Regions from separate parts of the Macaca mulatta genome. Here region 1 is linked to region 2. The links are chromatin contacts, called in public Hi-C maps. All regions are on one chromosome and are shown on one strand. The core of a region is the stretch at or near the end of the contact, and the rest is flanking DNA. Distances in the headings are between cores, read along the strand shown. Region 1 holds the start of COPS9 (COP9 signalosome subunit 9). Region 2 holds the start of NDUFA10 (NADH:ubiquinone oxidoreductase subunit A10).

The links. A called contact is a pair of places that touch in the nucleus more often than the background predicts.
Region 1: a contact with region 2 is called in a Hi-C map of CD4 T cells, with 4 times the contacts expected there. The contact joins the promoter of COPS9 here to the promoter of NDUFA10 in region 2. A contact is called at or near these places in 2 of 14 Hi-C or Micro-C datasets (CD4 T cells and fetal cortex germinal zone).

What each region holds. Positions count from the first base shown.
Region 1 is chr12:145,363,190-145,370,391 of T2T-MMU8v2.0, reverse strand. COPS9 (COP9 signalosome subunit 9) reads left to right here and starts at 4,501. Exons shown (of 3, transcript XM_001088471.5): 1 at 4,501-4,641; 2 at 6,857-6,929. The coding sequence starts at 4,516. OTOS (otospiralin) reads left to right here and starts at 234. Exons shown (of 4, transcript NM_001260881.1): 1 at 234-274; 2 at 462-636; 3 at 817-843; 4 at 1,552-1,842. The coding sequence starts at 579. The coding sequence ends at 1,736.
Region 2 is chr12:145,269,464-145,276,311 of T2T-MMU8v2.0, reverse strand. It overlaps NDUFA10 (NADH:ubiquinone oxidoreductase subunit A10), which reads left to right and starts at 1,360. Exons shown (of 10, transcript XM_015111498.3): 1 at 1,360-1,465; 2 at 4,334-4,502; 3 at 5,256-5,471. The coding sequence starts at 1,391.

The sequences.
Region 1 (7,202 bases), core at 3,252-5,751, 91 kb before region 2:
ATGCTGAATTCAGTCCTAACAATTTCAGAAATGGCCTAGCCAAGATGTTTTTCTCTCAGTTCGATCTTCGGATCAGATTTCCAGAAGCTGACACTCTGATTCTGCCTGCCAGCAGGGCGACAGGAGCCCACATCCTCTGGTGGGGATGAAATATTCAGTTTGACTGTTGAGGCAGGTGACGTGTCCTTCCTCATCCACAGCCCTTCTATAAAGAGGACCCTTGAGCTGGCAGCAGAGCCCATCCAGGCAGCACGGCCGGCTGAGCAGAGACAAGGTAAGCTCTGGAGAGGCCAGGCAGGGTTGGGGGGTGGGTGGGTGAGCAATTTCTTAAGTCGTGCAAATTAAGGCCAATTGAGGCAGGGATTTCACCTCCAAATAGTGGTTTGAAACCACTGAAATGGAAATTGCTAGGAAAACCGTAAGAATTTTTTTTTTTTTTAAATCCATGCCATTTTCCCCAGGGCTGCCCCACTGGGGCTGGTAGAGGAAGCCGGCCCTGACAGATGGGTGGTCTCGCCCTTCCTGGGTTCGTCCTGCTGCAGGTGAGCCTGAGTCGCAGATCAGGAAGCACCGGGAAGATGCAGGCCTGCATGGTGCTGGGGCTGGCCCTCTGCCTCCTGCTGGGGCCTCTTGCAGGTGAGGGGCCGCTCTGGAGGGAGGCAGCCACCAGGACCCCCGACAACCCTCCTGTTCTCTCCCCTTCCATACACATCTCCAGACTGCTGGGAAACCTCAGAGCCCTGCGGCTGGTGTGGGGTGGGCCCAACTGGCACCTGGGTGGTCCTTCTGGGTGACAGCTCTTCTCTTCCTTTGCAGGGGCCATGCCTGTGCAGGAGGAAGGAGGTACCATTCTCCGATTTCTTTCCTTTCATTTGCATAAGTAACTGGTGTGCAGCGGGGAGAAACTGCTGGGGAGGGCAGTGGCTTCCTATCTCAAGCAGATGCATCAGGGGCCCTGGCTCAGCTCAGGCCTGAGCACGGAAAACATGGCCCTCAAGAGCCAGCTTGGAGCTGTGCAAGCAGAGGGTCTCTGAGCTCCTTCCAGCTGCGACCCTGCCCTCCAGCCACCAGGGAACACACTGGGCAGGGGGAGCCAGGGCCCCATGACCCCTGACATTCCCACCCTCCTACCTGGGCTCCAGCCCCTAGGCCCTCCCAACTCTGAGCCCTAACTCAGTCCAGTATCTTCAGGGCCACCCTTGCCCAAGCTTTAGGACAGGTTATGTTGGGGGGTAGTGGACGGGGGTGTCTGTGCTCCCTTCAGAAATCCCAGCAGGAGACTGCCGGTGCCCCACACCATCCCCATACAACTCCCTCCTCAAACAGGACAGGCCTCCCCCCTCCGGCTCTTCCCCTTTTTCCTCTGTCTCCCAGACCAGGCATCCCCAAGGACCTAGGTCATCACCCCACTGATGAGAGGGGACAGGCTCAGGCCCCCACTCTGGGAAGGCTGAATCACTGTGGGCACAACTGGGAACCATCCACTTGCCTTGAAGCCTCCGAGGACGGTGTCTCCGGGCAGGACCAAGGCAGGTGTCATGTGTCTTTCAGACCCTTACGCGGAGCTGCCAGCCATGCCCTACTGGCCTTTCTCCACCTCTGACTTCTGGAACTACGTGCAGCACTTCCAGGCCCTGGGGGCCTACCCCCAGATCGAGGACATGGCCCGCACCTTCTTTGCACACTTCCCCCTGGGGAGCACCCTGGGCTTCCATGTTCCCTATCAGGAGGACTGAATGGTGTCCAGCCTGGTGCCCGCCCGCCCCGCCAGGCTGCACCAGGTCAGGCCTCTGCAGGCATGGAGTCCCGGCAAAAACTTGGCCCCTGCCGGGAGTCAGGCCTGGTCTCATGCTCAATAAACTCCGGACTGAAGATGTACAACCAGCGTTGTGGGTGGTCTTTCAAGGACGACTGCGCTCAGGCCCCATTTACTTTATTTCACAAATGAAGCGGGTTTTATTTTGATTCCTGGGGAGCACTTTCATACACTCTTTCATAAATGTGCACCATTTCCATCCACACTGGCATCAACAAGGGACCTTATATCCTGGGCGGACTCAGGACTGGCTTTCTGTGTCTCCCTCTCATCCATTTCCCACAATGATCCCGGGGGTGCTGCAGTTCCCCCAGATTACAGGTGAGGAAACTGAGGCAGAGACAAGAGGCCACTGCCTGATTTGTTAAGGTCACACAGCTGGTTAAGGGGGAGCTAGACTCCAGTCCAGGCACCCTCGCTCTGGGCCACTAAGCTGGGCAACAGGCAAACCCACAGTCAGGGCTCGGCTGACTCCACACCACGACACTCCCCTGGGAGGAGGACCCAGGAGGCAGCAGGACATGGAAGTGAGAAACCCCGTCTGTATCTGTCATCAGTCAGGGACAGCGGGGCCTGGGCAGGCTCCGTCTTCCAGGGACGGCTCTAGGTTTTGAGGATGCTGGGAGGAAGGGGGCTTCACCTGGGCACCCTGGGGCACCGGAAGGCTGGGCAGGCAGCATGATGGCATCTCAGGGGTGGGCCTCCAGCAATGGGATGGCCTCTGCACAGGTGGTGAGCTCCCCATCCCTGTAGGGTATACAAACAGACCGTGGAGACCCACGGCTCCAACCCTTAGCTAGGAAAGACCTTGACTTAATGGGCCACTCCTCTTGGTCACTGCCAAGCCCCTGTTCCATCGGACTGACTTTCACTTGGGTCTTTCAGAGTGACGCACTTTGGCATGGCATGAGGCTCACGGGATGCCCACTGCCTGCTTCTCCCTGCATCCCACACTGTCCACTCAGGCCAGGCGGACCCTTTTCAGGCCACACCCTCACCCCTCACATTTCAGCTCAATTCCTGTCCCTGGAACTATCCTCCTCCATGCCGCCCCCCCTTCTCTGCAGCCTAACCCCCAAACCCACCTCCTTTAAGGCCTGTTGAGGAAAACTTACTAGAAATTTTCAGAAGTTGTGCTGAACCCTGGAGACAGGTGTGGGGACCACTGCAACGGGATCTTGCAGTGGGGGAGGGAGACCAGGCTCAGCTCCGAACAGCACAGGCAGTGCTGTTTGCGGCTGAGGAGCAGGTGGGGTTGGGGGTGGAAAATGACTAGGAGGAACACAGTGCGGGAAGGGGACGCTGGCTCCGCAGACCCCACAGGGCTCTCGCTGAAGACAGGCCTGGGCGATCAGACATCCTGGGGATGCTAGGGACCAGGAACCTGATCCAATATCCAGGGTGGAGGGCTCTGGCTAAACCAACTTAGCAGGGCTCTCTGCGAAAACTGAACCTGACAATGCCGTGCACAGATGGGCCTGGGAGGAGGTTAGGAGGCCACCGAAGTCTGGTTAGGCAAAGAACCTTTGGCAAAGTCTCGTTGCAGGACCTCTTGCTTCTCTCCTTCCCTTCCCTGTTCTTCCTCTCTCCCTCCCTTCCTCCAACCTTCTCCCTCCTCTTTCCCCTTTCCTTCTCCTTTCCCTCGCTTTTCTGTCACATTCCTTTCCATCTTAACCACATTTAAGGGCATTAAGCACATTCACGGGACTGTGCAGCCATCACCATCAGCCGTCTACTGACCTTTTTCATCTTTCAAGGCTGAAACTCTGTCCCCACTAAACACAAACTCCCCATTTCCCCTTCCCCGGACCCTAACAACCTCCCTTCTACTTTCTGTCTCTGTGACTTTGACTCCTCTAGGGGCCTCTGCTGAGTGGAATCACGCGGTGTTTGTCTTAGGACTGGCTTGTTTCCCTCGGCAGAGCGTCCTCAACGTTCACGCGCGTGGCAGCAGGTGTCTGCATTCCCTTCCTTTTAAAGGCTGAGTAATGTTCCACAGTGTGCGCGGACCACATTTGCTTATGCACGTATCCATCAATGGGCAGGGACAGTGGGGGACGCTCCTCTTTTTCATTTATTATAAATAATGCTGCTGTGAGCGTGGGGTACAGACGCCCCTTGGAGCCTCTGCTTTCCGTCCTCTGGGCTTGTGCCCGGAAGGGGAGTGCTGGGCCACGTGGGCGTCCGTGTTTGATTTTCTGGGACCTGCCTCCCTGTCTCCCGCCCCGGCTGCCGCGTCTCACTCCCCACCCTTCCACCCGTTTTGCTGTTTTTTGACTCTGGGCGTCCCAGGGGTGCAGCGGCCCCTCGGCGGGGCCCTGGTTTGCTTGCACCTTTTCATCTGCTCACTGGCCGCGAGTGTGTCTTCTCCAGACAAACGTCTGAAGGTCAGGCCCTGGGCTCCTGTGAACCCGGCCGTCCCTGCGGCTGAGTCTGAGGCTCCCTCTTTATTCTGGATCTGGCCCCTTGTCGGAGGCGTGCTCGGCAGGCACTGCTCCCATTGCTGGCGGCCTTTTCTCTCCGTGGCCGCCCGGCCGCCCCTCAGAGGCGTTGCAGACGCCCGCCCTCGCCAGCGCAAAGACAGACGCCGGTGGCCGCGGACGCACGAGCGGCCCCGAGCACCCCGGATGCGAGACCGCTGACCGCGGGCGGGCAGGCGGGCACCACAGAGGCGCGGTCCTCCGGCGTCTAGAGCTGCCATGTGGCGCGCGCCGGAAGCGGCCCTGCGGCCGGAAGTGGGCCTAGAGCGCCGCGGGCCCGAGATGAAGCCGGCGGTGGACGAGATGTTCCCTGAGGGCGCCGGGCCTTACGTGGACCTGGACGAGGTGACACGGGCCCGGCGGGAGTCTCCGAGCGTGGGGAGCGGGGAAGGGGGAGCGGAAGGGCGGCGTCCTGGTGCGCGGGTCCCGGGGAGGGGAGGCCGGGCGGGTGGGCAATGGGCGCGGCTCCCAGGCTCCCTGCCCCGCGGAGAGCAAATCCCGGCTTCTCCGAGCTTCTGGTGAAAGGCGGCCACCGACGGCGGCGGGAAGTGTGTGCCCTAGCCCGGGGGACCAGGAGGCGCAGCCTGAGGGTTGAGTGCCTGCTGGGTTCCCCCACGGCCCCCGGGAACACACTCGTGGTCAGAGGAGTTGCGTTTGCTGCTGTTCGATGGCGGCAGCACCCAGTGGGGGCCCGCGGTGGGTCTCCGTAGCGCGGGTGGGGACTCACTTCGTGTGGGATTTGAGCTAGTGTTCGGGGATTTGGGGAAAGAAAGTGGGCTTTGCTGTGCCTTGGAAACGAGGGTAATTTTCCGACTGGGCTTCTTAAACTGAACTAGAATGAGGGAAGACTGGAGCAGCCGTCATTCTTGTCGTAGTGGAAAAGGGGGATGTCTGGCATTTATGTGCTTTGTGTAGTGGCCTCGTTCTTCTTTTTAATTATACAGGATTATACAGTCGTCTTGGGATTTTTTTGGTCTCTGTTGTGTTCACAGAGTGACCTTGTCTGATGTGAGCTGATGTTCTGAGATGGTTTATGGTCAGCAAGAAAGCACCACAGCCTAGCTCGGAGTGGTAGGCCAGCTCCTGCATGTCAGGGCCTCATGTCCTCTTTCTCAAAGCTTAGGGGGTACAGAGGTGGTCAGAGGCAGCCCTTGTGCCTGTGGAGGTAATAACATGGCAGAGAGGCTGATTGCAAACACCAGGTGTCATAGAAAGCCGAAGACACACCAACGGATGGGCCCTCAGGGCTTTGAGGGGGCTCAGCAAAGGTGCAGCTGAGGAGTCGACTCTGTGGCTCAATGCTGGGGGACACAATGGTTTTTGCCAGGTAGGCGGGGATGAAGGCCCGGCAGGAGCAGAGTCCTGGGTTGGGGGGATGCCCACTGGCTCATGTCGTTTAACATGGTTGAGCGTGCAGTGCCAGAGAGAGGGGAGACAGTGGGCAGGGACCAGATCATGAAACCATCTGGAATCACGGTAAGAGGGTGGCTCTGTGCACCCCACTCCTGAAGCACTTCCACTAAACCCAGGCCTCTCAGTCCTGTTTTAAAGTCACAGCCCTAGGCGATGTGGAGCCACTTGAGAGCTTTACAGTGGGGAGTGAGAGGCTCTGACTTGCTCTGTAGGGTGGCGGCATTTAGGGATGAGAGGGTAGAAAAATGGTAGCAGGGAGAACAGGACAGTCGAAGAGGGTGTGAATGAGGCAGATGGAGGTAGGGACAAGCTCAGCCCAGTGTTTAAGTGGTAGAATGTGGGAGGCTTACTGTGGTGTTGGGGACAGGGAGGGAGGCTGAGAAGCCAGGGGAGGAGGCTGAGCATTCTGGCTTTTCTGAGAGTGTCTGTGAAAGGGAACAAGGGCATGCAGCTACGTGGGGATGAGGGCAAGGTTGAGCAAGTGGCCTTGTGAATGCTGGGGCCAGGGCAGCAGCAGGACCTGTGGCCAGCTGTCCAGGGTGCTGCTGTCAGAGGAATCTGCTCCCACTGTCACCAGGTGACTCTAAACAGGATCCAAAATCCTGAGGGCTTCAGATTGCCCAGCTTGGGTTGTGACATGGTTTTTCCACTGCCATGGAGTTGTGGCAGTGGACGGTCCATGATGGCAGCCGGCACCAGAACCTCAGAGGCAGAGCAGGTCAGTTTCCTCTGGGAAGTGGTTTCATTCCCAGAAGAGAGCGGGAAGGGATCCTGAGCGGAGTTGATGGGCTCAGTTTTGCGTGTTTGTGGCCTCTGTGGCAATGTCCGGGGAGGATTGGAAACCTCTCCTCGAAGGTTACAGAGAAGTAGTGGTGCTTAGAGCAGTGGTAGGTTTCTAATTTTTAACAGCAGAGAGGAATCAAGGAACAGAAGCCCTTGAGAGACCTTAAAAATCATTCCTTTGAATTTCTCCCTCCCCCTCCGCCCATACATATTCCTTTATCTGGAACTAAAATGTTGACTCAGCTTGAGCCTGTTTCCCCTCACCCATCTTCCTTTTCTGTGGGGGTGGCGGACACTGCAATGTACTTATCACCTGTTCTTTTGGAAAACGCAGCTGACATAATTTTGCCTTTCCATTCCCCAGGCGGGAGGCAGCACCGGGCTCTTGATGGACTTGGCAGCCAATGAAAAGGCCGTTCATGCAGACTTTTTTAATGGTAAGGATGCTTGGAATGGGATGCCAGATTTAATCTGAATATTTCTTCTGTAGGTTAAGGCAGTGAAGCAACTTGGTGACATGAATAATTTGGGTCATAAGGGGGTAGAGCCCCTGCGCTCCTCTCGGAATGCAGTGCAGCCTCTATGGAGCCATGACGTGGGCTGCGGCCCCTGGCAGGCAGCCTTCTTTTTCAGGAGAAAAGTAGCATAAAATTGTTCCCAGCTTGCAGCCCAGTAGTTGAGTTTGAGCTCTGGCATGTGTGTTACACGTG
Region 2 (6,848 bases), core at 111-2,610:
TGATGAGAAAAATCTGAAAACGTCCCCGCCATCCCCCATTCATTTCCCAGAATTCTCAGAAACACCGAAAAAGATGCTGGGCTTTCTAGAGATATGGAGATGTGAAGGGAGGCCTTGAGTCCTTCTATTTGAAGATTATAAGCTGTGACTCAGTGGGGCTGGAGGATTCAGGGCTGTCTGGTTACACCCTCCAGTTGTATGTGTGTTCATACAACTTTCTTTGTGGCATATGTGATGTGTCAGGAGCTTTGCATGGGGCTGGGGGCACAGCGAAGGATGTGGACGTGGTCCCTGCTCACGGAAAACAGAGTCTAGACCAGTATTTCTCTCATGTGGACTATTTGCATCAGAATTGGTTGGAAGATTGTTAAATGGATTTCAAGGTCCCTCCAGGATCTGAAAACCAGGCCCCCCCCCTGCGTTGGGGACGGGGAATCCGTATTTCTGACAAAAAGCAATTCTTCAATTATGGAAACATCCATACAACCGGCCTTAGTTTACACAGCCGCATTCCCACTGTTTTACAATCGCATGATCATTTCTGAAAAGTTGAAAACAAAGTTAAAGAATATTTCAGGGGTTAAGAACAAAAAGCCCGAGGAACACAAAAGATCATAAAAACCCTTCCAAACAGGAGGCGTACTTGGAAGGAAACCTCACACGCAAGGTTCCTACGTGGAGCCCAGAGCCCAGGTCCTGACGGGAGCACAGGTTTAAGAGATGGACTTGGAGCGTGTGCTTTTCCGTTTGTTTTCCCCTCTATTCAATGTGTTCACAGCAGGTCCCCTGGATGAGACCACTCAGCCTTCAGCCCCAGAGGCGACCCAGGCCGTCCTTGCCAGGTCCCTGTCCCGGACTGGCGCCCCGCGGCAGAGGTTCCACCCCGTCCCTCCGCTCCTCGCCCCGCTTTCCCCGTTTCCCTCCCCAGCTAGAACGTTCTGAGAGCTAGGAACGTTCTCTAGGAGGTCGCTTTGACGTCCACACCGCGCCTGCGGGATTCGGGGACGCGGGGAGCACAGGACCCTGGGACGCAGGACCCTGAGACGCAGAGGTCGCTCCACGCCCGGGGCTGCCTCAGCTCTCCCGACACTGCAGCAACTCAGAACCTAGGCAGGGGCCGGGCAGCGAGCCTGCTGCCCCCACCCTCACCTCCAACCCCCGCCTCTCAGCCCTCAGCCCAACCCGCAGGACCCCCGGCAGCCCGCTGGCGATCTCCGCGGAAGCCCCCGAGGGCCTCGGCGCAGCACCGCCCGGACGCGCCGCTAGAAGGTTCCCGACAGGCGCCGCGGGCACCCCAGCCGTGACGTCACGGCAGCGCGCCTGCCGCAGGAAAGGGCCCCGCCGCGACCGCGTCCCCTTGGGTCCTTGAGCCTGAGCTGACGGGGTAGCCATGGCCTTCCGGCTCCTGAAACTGGCCCCGACGACCGCGTCCGTCCGGGTCCTGGCGGCGGGCGCCCAGCGCGTGGTGAGCGGGCAGCGGGCGGCGGCGGGCGAGGTGGGGGAGGGGGGCAGTTCCACATCTCACCCGGCCTCTGGCGGCGGCTCCCAGGGTCGCTCTCGGGGTGGGTTTGGGGGACCCCTCCGGCCTCCGGAATTGTTTGGTCTTTGGTCGTGGACAGACTTCAGGGGGGCCACGAGCTTCTGCAGGCCATTTTATCTCAGCTTTAAGCAAAACGCTGGAGCGCGGAGGTGATCGCCCGGAGGCTGCCCTGATGCGGGAGGCCAGTGTGCGGGTGGCAGGCCGGGGGCACGCGCGCTTGTCATTCGATAATTCACGTAGCAGCCCTGTCAAGAGCCATTTAAAGGTCGGGCCCTGCTAGGTGCTGGGGTGATGCGATGTTGAGCAGAAACGGAGTCCAGTGCTTGTGTTCTCTTCCTTCTGCCTTTACTCTTACTGACTACTCATTTCTTAGCAGTTTGCCCCCGCCTTTTTCAGTGAAATTGTTTCATACATTTGTAACACAGTTGGATTGCTTTGTCATACTCTGCTTTACATCCTGGGATCCTTCTACCTAATGAGTTTTCAAAAATGTGCATACATTGCATGCATTCTTTGTGCTATAAGGTTCTATGGATTTTTTTCTTTGTGCTATAAGGTTCTATGGGTTCTGACAAGTGTATGATGGCATGTCGCCACTGTTATAGGTTCATACAGAGTAGCTTCCCTGCCTTAAAAAATTCGCCTCTGCTTTACCTATTAAACCCTTCTTTTCCTCGAACCCCTGACAACCACAGGTATCATTACCATTTCCATAGTTGCCTTTTGTGGAATGTCATATAATTAGAATTATACAATATATTGCCTTTTCAGACGCCTTGAATACTTGGAAGTATCTGTGTAAGATTCACTTATGTCTTCGTGGCTTGATAACTCATTTCTTTTTAATCACTGAATAATATCTCATTGCATGGATGTATTTCAGTTAATCCATTCAGCAATTGAAGGGCATCTTGGTTGCTTCAAGTTTTTGGCAATTATGAATAAAGCTGCTGTAATCATGTATGTGCAGATTGTTTTTGGAAACACATTTTTATATCAGTTGGGTAATACCTGGAAGAGTGATTACCGGATCATGTAGTAAGACTAGTTTTCTAAGCAGGTGCCAAGCCATCTTCCAGAGTGACTGTGCCATTTGACTCCCACCAGCAGTGAAGGCTCTCCTTGTTGCTCTGCATCTTGCCAACGTGCGGGGCTGTCCGTTACTTTGGATTGCTATCCATTCTGATAGATGCGTAGTGGTATCTTGTTTTAACTTTGGAATATCTCATGACATACAGTGTTCAGCATCTTTTCATATGCTTATTTGCTATCTGAGTTAATTTCATTTGCGAGAGGTGTTCACATCTTTTGCCCATTTTTAAATTGGGTTGTCTGCTCTGCATTGTTTTGTAACTTGTTTCTTCCTTACTCTTCAGTTATCAAATAAATCAAGATCGAAAAATATCTTGATATTTTATATTCTCCTGTTTTATTTAAATTTCACAAAGAAGTATTTTAATATTTTTATATTTTCTTGAGTACTTAGTATTCCGTAATATGGATATGCCTTACATTTTTTTTAACTATTCCTTCGTTGTCGGACATTTAAGGGTTTCTGTTTGCATTTTTGATGTTCCATATCATACTTCATTGAGCATCCTTATAGGTCAGTCTTATGTATATAGCCTTTGAATGGATTCCTAATGCTGTAGACCCAGTGTCCTCTAGGTTTCATTACCATTAGCAGTTTAGGATGGTACTCATTGTGTTGTCCTAACTCTGTAATCATTTTAAAAATTATTTCTCATTTTGATACATGAAAAACTAATGTCTCTTGATGATAGTCTTTTGTTTTTTTTGTAGCAAGATTAACCACTTTTTCATGTGGTTTTTAGCTGTATTTTATAATTTTAAAATAAGCTATGTGTTTTTATTCTTTGTTTTGCTTCTTGTGCTATACAATCTCTGTATATGGTAAGGCTATTATCCCATCATACGTGTTGAACTTTTTCAGTTTATTTTACTTTTGGTTATGTTTTTTTTTCTTTTTTTGGAAGGATTGTTTTGGTTTTAGCGTGGAGAATAAATTGGGACGCTGGAGACAGGAGTTGAAGCAGGTCTTTGCCTTATAGATGAGAGGTGTGAGGATGTCTACAGAGTCAGCACATAGCATAGGGAGGTGATGCAGTGTCCAAAGAGTTTGAAGAGTTAGGATTTTGTGCGTAATTCTGCAGTTGAAGGAAGGTGTCACTCAAATTTGCTCTCTCTTGCTTGTTAGGTAGTGGATATTCCCTGCTGTGAGGGAAAGCAGATTTGGGGGCTTTTCACCTTAGCTGTGTTACCTTCAGGTGCCTTCAGGACATCTAGGTGGAGCTGTTTAATAGGCAGTGGAGTAACTAGGTCAGGAGCTGGGGACAGAAGCTTGGATTAGAGAAATATTTTTTATTCCCTTCCCTTCACTCCCAAGCTCCCCTCCATCCCTGTCTTTCTTCCTTCCGTCCGTCCGTCCATCTGTCCATCCATCCACCCATCCATCCATCCATCCCCCCTCCCTCCCTCCCTCCAATTTTTATTGAACATAGTAAACATATTTAATAAAAATTTCAGACACTGTTCCAGGGCCTGAGGATTTAGCAGTGAACAAACAGACAATATATCTGCCCTTAATGAAACTTGCATGTACAGAGTGGTGGGGGATAGACAGCTAATTAAACAAATTAATAGGCAATAAAGATGTAGATGTTGGCATTTTTATCACCAAGAGATTTCTCAGTATTTTTACCTAATAATTGCTAATGCCTACAGGAACCAGAGTGGTCACAACGTGCTGCTGTGTGATTTTGTGTTTTTCAGAGAGGAATTCATAGCAGTGTGCAGTGCAAGCTGCACTATGGAATGTGGCGTTTCCTATTTGGGGATAAAACAAGCACAAGAATGACAGAGCACAGCAAGGTGATAACTGTAGATGGCAATATATGTACCGGAAAAGGCAGACTTGCAAAAGAAGTAGCAGAGAAACTAGGTACGATTTTATGTTATACAGAATGATACGTTTTTCTCAGATATATGGTTGCTTATTTCACTGGTGTTTCTTCAATATTAATATTAAATAATATTAAATGTTTAATAATTGGACCTAAGATGGGTATTTCACATTTTTGTTTATTGAAAAAGCTGTTTTATAAAACAAGAAAAAGCTGTTTTTAATCTTTTGTGTTTGGAAAATTTGTAAAAATCCATGATGGTTGTCAGTTTGAATTGGAATTTTATGTGGACAGTGTAAGCAGGGCACTTCCACGTAAACTGTTGTGTTTGAACTTTGCGACAGCCTCTGAAATAGAGCTGAGGATGGTACTCACTCACAGATGGGTATACTCCTAAGTGAGCGGCTGCCACATAGCTGGGTCCCACAGCCAAGGTTAGAGCCCCTTCCGGACTCCTGGTGCAGCTGTGTGTCCCTCGTACCTTTCTGTAGCACCTGCATGACAGCAGCTGCCCGCTAGAGGGGGCTCCTGTGGTTACAGGGAGCAGTGCTTTCAGGAGGAACCTGGATAAGGGCACGGTGCAAGCTCCTTCGCTCACATGCTTGCTCGTATATGTTGTGTATTCCCTTCATACATGATGAAACCCAGGCATGAAGGTGACTTTCTCTAGGTCTTTGACGCCATCCCTGGTGGTGATAATCGGGCAGGCTGTGTGTTTTGGCTAGGCCACACTGCTCCCTGCGGGAAGTGAGTGATGTACGTGAGACTGCATCGATTGTTTCTCTTTTCAGGCTTCAAGCACTTTCCTGAAGCGGGGATTCATTATGTAGACAGTACCACAGGAGATGGGAAGCCCCTCGCCGAAGACTATAGTGGCAATATTAGTTTGGAGAAATTTTATGATGATCCGAGAAGCAATGATGGCCACAGTTACCGCCTGCAGTCCTGGTTGTACAGCAGTCGCCTCCTGCAGTACTCGGATGCCTTGGAGCACTTGCTGACGACAGGTGCAGTATTTCTGGGCAGTTAGACTTGTTCTGTACTTGAATGCTGTTCTAGAATTCAGCCACGTTAAATTGCCACTGAGTCGAGCTTTCCTTTAAGGGTGTTTGATGAAGTAAGCTCTGTCTTTCCAACAAGATCATGAATTTCTTGAGATTGTGTTATTTTTGCTTCAGAATTAATTTAATGCTATTTCACTGTGGATACTGGAGTGAGATTTATGGATTGTATAGAATTCTCAAGGCACTGCTTTAGGCTTCTATACTTACATATTCATTTATATATGAAATGTGTCAAAACAAAGGGGAAAAGAGAGCATAGAAGTGTCCAGGAGGAAATGGGATCACACTTATGAAGATTGTGCATGTGCCATACAGACAGAGATGTGGATGCCAACAAAATAGGGTTGTTCTGGAGGGCCCAGAGATAGGCTGGAATTCACCATAAAGCCACAAGGTAGACGTTAACCTTGATAAGATGACGGGGGTAGGGAGAACACGCAGAGTCCCATAGGCCAGTGCAGGAGGAGAGGATGCTTCCCTTGAAGATGTCCAAACAGGAAGGAAATGGGCAGGAGCTGTGTACTGGGGAGGCTGGGAGGTGGAGACGGGGATCAGAAAGTAGAGCTGTGTACTGGGGAGCCGGGGAGATGGAGACAGGGACCAGAAAGTGGAGCTGTGTACTGGGGAGTCAGGGAGATGGAGAACAGGGATCAGAAAGTATAGTTAGGAGAGGAAGGGAATGTTGATGAAAGGGCAGGAACATGGACTACTTGTGTGCAGAACGAGGTCAGGGTCCAGCCAGGGGCGACTGTAATCATCCTGGGAAACAGCAGTGCATGCTAGACATCCTGAGAGTTGGACCGCAGATGCACTGCCGAGTTGTGGTCAAAGCTACCATGCCACGGCAGTCCTGAATTCACAGGTGGCAGCAAAGGGCACATCTGTGTGCAGAGAGAGGGAGCTGGGTGGGTTCTTGGGGCCTGTGTGTCTGTTTTACATTGCAGTGCTTGCCACGCTCATCGATTGGCAGTGCCTCTGATGAGCTTCTCACACAGAAGCTCAGCTCCCGCTAGGGTTGGCTTCATGGGGTCTGAGCTGTGAGAACAAGAATGTGGTTTTCACCAAGAGTGGCCGGCTGACAGGGCTCCTTCTCAGAGCTGTGCTCAGGAGCCGCTGCCTGTGCTCCTTCAGGTCTCCATGGATGCAGTGTGTGTCCATGACACGTATCTACACAGTTGTACAGTGGTGGAGTTATTGTCTTGCTTTTTCAACATTTTATTAGTGATTCTTTCTTTTCTTATATGAACGTAAGCCCTGATCTTAGTTAGTGTTACTCCTAAGAAAACAATGTGGTCTGCTGTTTCTGTTTTGAGGTGCTTT